2 separate regions of the Danio rerio genome follow, and region 2 is linked to region 1. The links are chromatin contacts, called in public HiChIP or PLAC-seq maps. All regions are on one chromosome and are shown on one strand. The core of a region is the stretch at or near the end of the contact, and the rest is flanking DNA. Distances in the headings are between cores, read along the strand shown. Region 1 holds the start of ppp1r9ba (protein phosphatase 1, regulatory subunit 9Ba). Region 2 holds the start of rapgefl1 (Rap guanine nucleotide exchange factor (GEF)-like 1).

The links. HiChIP or PLAC-seq counts read pairs in DNA pulled down with a chosen protein or histone mark.
Region 2: a contact with region 1 is called in an H3K4me3 HiChIP or PLAC-seq map of gastrula embryo, with 2.5 times the contacts expected there. The contact joins the promoter of rapgefl1 here to the promoter of ppp1r9ba in region 1. A contact is called at or near these places in 1 of 18 Hi-C or Micro-C datasets (embryo) and 2 of 4 datasets of contacts at active chromatin or transcription factors (embryo and gastrula embryo).

The regions. Positions count from the first base shown.
Region 1 is chr3:21,986,189-21,989,954 of GRCz12tu, reverse strand. ppp1r9ba (protein phosphatase 1, regulatory subunit 9Ba) reads right to left here and starts at 2,120. Exons shown (of 12, transcript XR_012400947.1): 1 at 1,994-2,120.
Region 2 is chr3:22,153,647-22,157,412 of GRCz12tu, reverse strand. rapgefl1 (Rap guanine nucleotide exchange factor (GEF)-like 1) reads left to right here and starts at 2,198. Exons shown (of 17, transcript XR_012400951.1): 1 at 2,198-2,444; 2 at 2,540-3,257. LOC141381189 (a long non-coding RNA gene) reads right to left here and starts at 3,170. Exons shown (of 3, transcript XR_012400955.1): 1 at 2,470-3,170.

The sequences.
Region 1 (3,766 bases), core at 871-3,370:
GAATTTATGCATAATTTCAAGTTTTGAATCAATTATTGTAAAGGATAATAACTTAAACTTGCTAATTCTGAAGTATTTATTTCTAAATAACAGTTTTAAGCATAACAAAAATATTAAAGCTTTAGGTTCAATTGGGCTGAGGACAATGTCAGTTTGCACATTTGTGAAGTTTTTAATAAAGAACAAAAATCTGAGAACCAAATATTGTAAATGACATATTCCTTTACAGAACAACTCACAGAAATCAACCATTAGTCCATTGTAGACATTTTTGGGATGAAATGCTTTTATGTTTTTATTCCAGGGACAGAAAATGTACGTTTCTATGATCATCAAGGAGATTTTATCTTGGAAGGTTTGCTTTGATTAAAACAACGTCTGGTGCATCTGCTGTGTTTATAAGGTTCTTATGAATAAGTGTGAATGCTGCTATTAGGGCTGCACACTATATCGTTTCAGCATTGATATCGCAATGTGCGCATTAGCAATAGTTACATGATCGCAGGATATGCAATATTGAGTCTTAATCATAGTTGACTGAAGTTTAACCATAATAGATTGAGAATTTATCATTTGCACATGTTTTTAAGGCCTGTGACTGTGCATTTCAAGAGGGTTTAAAACATTTGGGCATTTTTTTGCGCTTTGCATAATTTTTTGTTCATAAATACTGTTAGACTCACTCAAAAAACATTAAATAGAGCTATTTAAACCACCATGTAAAACTGTATTCATATCGCAATATTATCGCAGAAAAATGTAATATCACAATTACATATTTTTCCAATATTGTGAGCCCTAGCTGCCATCATGTTAACTTTTATGTAATGCTCGGTTATCCATCATCTTCCTTAAGAATTCCGCCAGTAGTTTCCGAAAGCTTTGAAAATATAAAGCATTAAACATTACATAACTCAAACAAGTCTTCTATCATACGTATCTCCTTAAAATATAAAATTATTATTATGGCCAGCTGTATTTATCGATCAAAATAAACTTTCTAACAATTCAAGAAATGTAATAATATTCTCTTTATTCCAGACACTATGGTGCAATAGTAAAAAAAAAGACAGGCAAAACAATACAAACTACAAAAAAAAGACAGTTAGGCCAATATTTCATTAAAGGTGACTGATAACTAGGCCCACACGGAATCTGCACATGCAGAAATCTGAATGAATAAAATAGCCAAACACCAAAATACTGAATAATTGTTTTGGGCAGCTGTAATTGATACATTTTAAAGGGACTAACTTTTTTTATTTTTAGAAATCTAAACAATCTGATTAACTTTCAGTGTATCAATTCCATCTGAAACAAACAAACAAAAAAATACAACAGATGTTACTAGGAAAAAAAGCTAGACGTTTGTATCATATACCTCAAAGACCAATAAAGTATCTAAAATGTCAAGAGAAATACTTTTGTACATTTAGGGTATCATTTTTGTTCTTTTAGGTACAAATGTGTAATGCCCCAGTGACAGCTTTACCTTTGGTAACTCTTTATTTTGATGATCCACTGAGTATCAGTAAGTTAGACTGTCTGCTTAATATCTGTTGATACTGTACCTTCAAATGACATTTAACTGACTAATTGATTAAGGTGACATCTGATTAAGGTGTGACCTTACCTTTAGAGTAAATATTTGGTAGGACACCTAGTTGCCTCTCAGTATGTAGTGGTTTCTGGGTATTAAATAATAAACTTCTTCAGATTTACATCAAAATATGTCTGGTAATTCTCAACATTGTTAGTCTGGTCGCCAGATTTCCTTCAGTAGTATCTTGTTTTGTTTCTGTTTTCTCCCCATATTTTGCCCAGCACAAACATCCGAACGATTGTTTGCTGAGCTCCACCTTAAAACGGTAACGTTACCTCAGCCACTCCTCCCAGCCTTTGCATTCAAAGTTTTCATTCTAAACGCGGTTTATTGTCTCGTCCTAAAGAAGCCAATTCTCTATTTGATAAATAAAACAACAAACCCGGGTACCCAGACAGCAGGACGTAGTATTCAGTTTGAACTGAAGATGATTCAGTTTGATTCAGAAATGAACCAGATGTCACTAAAAGCTACAGGTATGCACACGGACTTTTAATTTCAGCCAGCCAGTCTCAGCGCTTCCGGTGAACAGTCTTTCCATTATGAAATTGACACGTTTAAGGTCTGATTTCTCCACTGCCTGATAGATATACTATAAAAAGTGGTTTTAGACCAGACAAGCATTGCATTCAATTCCATTCCGCCCTGCCATGTCTTTAAAACATGTTTATTTTACCCTAGTATTTTCAAAGGAGTTTCTGCTCTCGCCTGCTGATCCTGGCAGTGATAGCGGTCTTTTATCTAATTTTACACTGGAACTAAATTAATTCTTACGTCTATTAACTGGATGTATTGTAAGTACATTACAACATCAATGTTTTAAAAGGAACCTTATGGGTTTGAATATAGCTTACACCGAAAGATTATTATTGGTAAAAACACTAGCTGTGCATATACCCCATTAACCTGATGCCATTTTATGTGCTGATACGTGTAGTCTCAATATAGTTACCCATTAAAATTAGGAGTTTAAATATTTATACATACTTGATTAAATACGTACATATTCTAGTTTAATTTTTCAGTTAAGCACTTTAGTTGTAATTTTAAAATTGTAACTTGTATGAACCAGTAGAGGTCGTGAGGAGCCAGAGTTGTTAAGTGCACCCGTCCAGAACCTATCCTCAGTGGTAGCTTTTTAAAGCCCAAAAGCTGTCCAAAACCCGCCCAAATGCACAAAAAACGCCCAAAATATTAGATTAATATTTTATTTTAATTTATTTAAAATCAGAGTAGTTACTTTAACTGTTATAATTTGTTTAACCATACTGCAACCAACACCAGCAGTCACAAAACCACAACATAACAAGATCACATAGAAACACTGCCCCCTCTCACCCACACACTGGACTTTTTGTGTAGATTACACTACCTTATAGAGTATGTTTTACTTTCGAAATGTGGTATTAATCCATCCCATGGCGTTTTAAATTCCTTTTAACAAAATTAGGTGCTGCTTGTTAATCAGACAATACATCTATGTTTGTTCTAAACAAGCTTGCTGTCAATTACGAAAAAAAAGATCAATAAAAGTGTCATAAACTTGTGAGTTTAACTGCAGGCGCTGCGTGATGCACGTGTACACAAAAGGGAGTCAGATTTGTCGAGTCTGATTTTGATACAACTTTCCTTCACTTCCATTTGCGAATGGGCCAACGCGGTTTGTGCTATGCTCTAGTCACTACTAACTGAATGTAGTAGGAACGCATAAATATGTGTTGTTTAATAAGTTGCATACTGTATATACGTCAGCGACAGTGGTGTAGTGGTTAGTGCGTCGGCACTCCGGTGCTCACGGCGACCCGAGTTCGATTCAGCCTCGTGGTCCTATGCCGATCCTTCCCCTCTCTCTGCTCCCCATGCTTTCCTGTCAATTCTCTTTACTTTCCTATCCAATCAAGGGGAAAACCCAGAAAAAAAATAGTTATAAAAATAGTTGTATATAGTTGTATATAAAATTTACTTTTCAAAACCGCCCAAATTTTGTTGCTTCATTAAATTAAAGGGCTTTTAAAAATAAATAAATAAAGAATTAAATAAATAAATAAATACTCACTATTTACTCGCCCTCTGGTGGTTTAGATCTTTATTTTTTCCTGTTGAACATAAAAGAAGACATTTTGAAGAAAGATGAAATGTGCAGGCTTAAATGATGACAAAGTT
Region 2 (3,766 bases), core at 949-3,448, 170 kb before region 1:
GATGTGACATTGTCACTTATGTGTCTTTGGTAAATCGAATATAATTGTTTGAGGCATTTTTGAGTATTTTTAAATAACTGTAAAACACTTGCTTACACAAAAACTGTAGAAACAGTTTTGATATTTTGGTGAAAACTTTTTTTTTATTATTCATGGGAAGTTTGACATTTGCATGGAATTGCTCTATAAAGTGCTACCAGCAATCTTAATTATTTCTTCTGTTCAGACTTCGGTCACAGATTCTTAAGTAAAACACTGGATAACTCAATTAGAGTAGAAATAGAAGTTGTAGTTCTAAGGAAAAGCAAAACTGACTCTACTTGTTGTAATGTTTTTTACTGCAAAGCTATGCAAATATCTGCATGGTCATCCACATGCCATTTTTATTCATAATTTTTTTAATTATTTCTACCATTTTATTTAATCACCATTTGTCTTTTAAGGAGATTAACAGCCTAAGTATCTATTCCCAAGTGATAAATTATTCTGTTTCTCAATTAAGTGCTCAGCATAATGCGGTCAGCGATGGTCACCCGATCCCATATTTACCCCTCATAGGTGTCTTGGGATACTGTTTCCTGACAGACGTTTGAACAAGACACCATGTATGGCTGGCCAAATGTAACTTGATACTGATAATGAAGTTGCATACTCTTTTGGCTGGCAGTTATAAGACACTCGTACCTTGACCAGGCCTGAGGGCTGATGGTGTTGGCGTATGTCTCCTTAAAAAAAAGCCTTTGATTACACACACCTAAATGCAGTCTGTGTGTGTTTTCATAAAGTGACTGTGGAGGAAATAACTCTTCTTTGTGCTTTCCAGCTGGGCAATTTGAAACCATACAGCTGGTCAATTGCACAGCCTATGGAGAACACCACACGGGCCAAGTGTAACTGATATAGCACAGATCCTTAGTCTCAGGTTCTTCCTTAATGAATTTTGCTAGGCTGTTATCATTGTTTTAAATACAGCTATTATTGCTTTTATTTTTATTTACCTGTTTATTTTAATTGTGGTCTACTCATAATTAATGTTTTACAGATTAATTCCACTATTTCTAATGCAATTGCATCATACATTGACATATTTTACAGTTATGTACCATGCACTCTTAAAAATAATTTACATTTTAAGTAAGTTTTCATATATTTTTTCTTTATTTTTTATTATTATTTCGTTAATTATTGTTATTATTAATTTTATTATTTACATTTTTTATACACATTAGGAAATAATAATCACCATTAATCAATTTTAATCAAATACACTTTTATCTATGCTAATATATAATTTATACAGATTTTTTTCTGTTTGCAATATTTTTTTTAACAATTTGTAAATATTTGTTAATTTACTCATTCAAATTGTACGTAATCTTTTTTGTGAATTAAAAATAAAACTACAAACAATGCAATTCAAGTAGATATTAAAATGAGATTATTTAACTTAATGAATTGTACATTTAAATCTAATTTCTTAGCTAAATTATTTATTAATTCAAATTGCATTTTGAGTTTTCTCTGAACATTTTCATTGTCCCTTCAGCACTAAACTCTGGTCCTGACCCCAAATTAAAAACTGGTAGCTGGTACAAAATATTTTCCGTATTTTGTTATTCATGTTTTTTTTTTCTTTGTTTAATAATATAAAATTTAGCTTTTCTTTTAAATTGCATTATAGGATCTTGATCTATCCTCCAAAAGCTTTTTATCGACATTTTAAATAGTTTTAAGTGATATATTGTGAGGGTTTGTGATGTAAATTACAGTACAAAAACCTTGTAATTACCAGTATACATTCTGTTATTTTACAGACTTAGTTCTCTATATATTATATAAATCGTAAACACAAACAAATCTCTCCAACATGTCAATAAAAGTCATTTTTTAAAACTAGATTGTTGTAGAGTGTTAATTAACAGATATTTTTTACAGTGTATGTTTGCAATAGCTTTATCAGAATTAAAGTACGTGTCACATACTGACGTCGATCTATAGAAAATGCATATCCAAATGGCCAGTCCTAGGCGCACATGTTTATGTGAGCTTGTGACTGCAATTGCTGCGATTCAAAGCAATTGAGCAATATCTCTTGACACCACCAATAACACACGCACTCAGCTGCAGAGGAGGCGGGTGGAGAGAGAGAGAAAGAGAGGGAGAGAGAGGGTGTGTGTGTGTAGCCTGTACTGTATGCGAGAACGACTGAGTGCAGTGTTTGTGCGGACTCGAGGCGCAGAAAGAGAGAGAGAGACACTTGGAACCGTGACAGAAAAATAAACGGGGATCCAACAGATCTGAAGACACGGAGTCCTCATCTCATCATCACCGTCCATCCAGCCGCGCGTCTCTGCGACAGAAGCCCGCGTCTCCTTCAGACCTGCTGCGGTGGACCCACGATTCATTTATACGCTCCAGCATCTTGACAGAGACTGATCTTACATGTACATATTCATTATTAAGACATACCTGCTGCTATTTTCATCTTTATTCTGATTGTTCGTCTGATTGATTCATCGATCTCGGCTTTATTTGACAGTGGCGATGATCGTCCACACATAGGCTGCTGCTCCTCGAGCTGAAGGACTGCAGTGGAGGACGGGTTTCCCAGGGATACGTTTGGATTTTTTTTCTTAGCGTAGTAAGGACTCCATCAGCATCACTTGTGTACGAGGACCGTTGAAAATGGCCGTGTTTTATTCTTGACACCTCAACACGGCGGAGAACAGAGTCTCTTCAGGTATTTTCTCGATCCGAGTTTCAGCATTATCCGGCTATGATGTAGACGCTCACGGCAATACGCTCATCATCAGTGTTCCTTATTGAGTATTAATTAGGATCAACCCAGGGCCTTCTTCTGATTTCTGTCATCAAAATGCCGGCTGGAATGAAGCCTCTTGAAAAATTCTTGAAGAAGCAGACCAATGCACTCACTCGGGCGGGTGGTTTTGGGGAGAAGGCTACCGGCACCGGGGCATCCAGACGGCGGGCCAGCCTGTCCCGTGTGGTGCCATTCTTCAGGGAGACGTCTCCCGAGAGCGGCCCGGCGAGGGAGGTGTTCAGTCCGGAGACCGAAGAAGCGCCGTGCTGGCCCTCCGCAACTGCGGACATCAGGAGCCCGTCGCTGTCCAGCGATGAGCAGAGCTCGGAGGCGAGTCTGGACACGAACTGGACCCCTCTGCCCGCGGACACTCCAGAGAACCTAGCGCTGGCGCTGCTGGACAGCGTGGCGGGAAAGCGGTACGCCAACTGCACAGGTGAGACGAGTCCCTCTTAGCTCTGTCCTGTCATAAATATTTTCAAAGCCCTCACGCTTGATTCAGGTTGTTACATTTGCTTCAGGTTGTTTACAGTATCGTAACATTATTTCTATGTGTTACTATGGTGACTGTATGGCGCATTGCTGTGTTGTATTGTGTGATGCTATCACATTTCCATACTAGGCTACTCTGTTATTTTGCACTTCAAATTCACTTTCACAAATATCGATATTCTCATGGTGATTTTTTTGCCATTACGGTTAACTAGGGAGAAGGAAAAGTTCTAGGGTCTCAGGAAAGTTTATAATTTAGCTTATAAAGTAATATTGTGTATTCGTTATAGTAATAATAATCATGTTTATATTAATATAAACTAATTAAAACTGGATTAAAGTGGATCCAGATGAGAAATATTTCAAGCAATGACTAATATTTAAAAAAGTATTAGTGTCAACCTACCCCAGTGACACATTTTCTTAAAAGCATACATTTTATTATATTTCGAC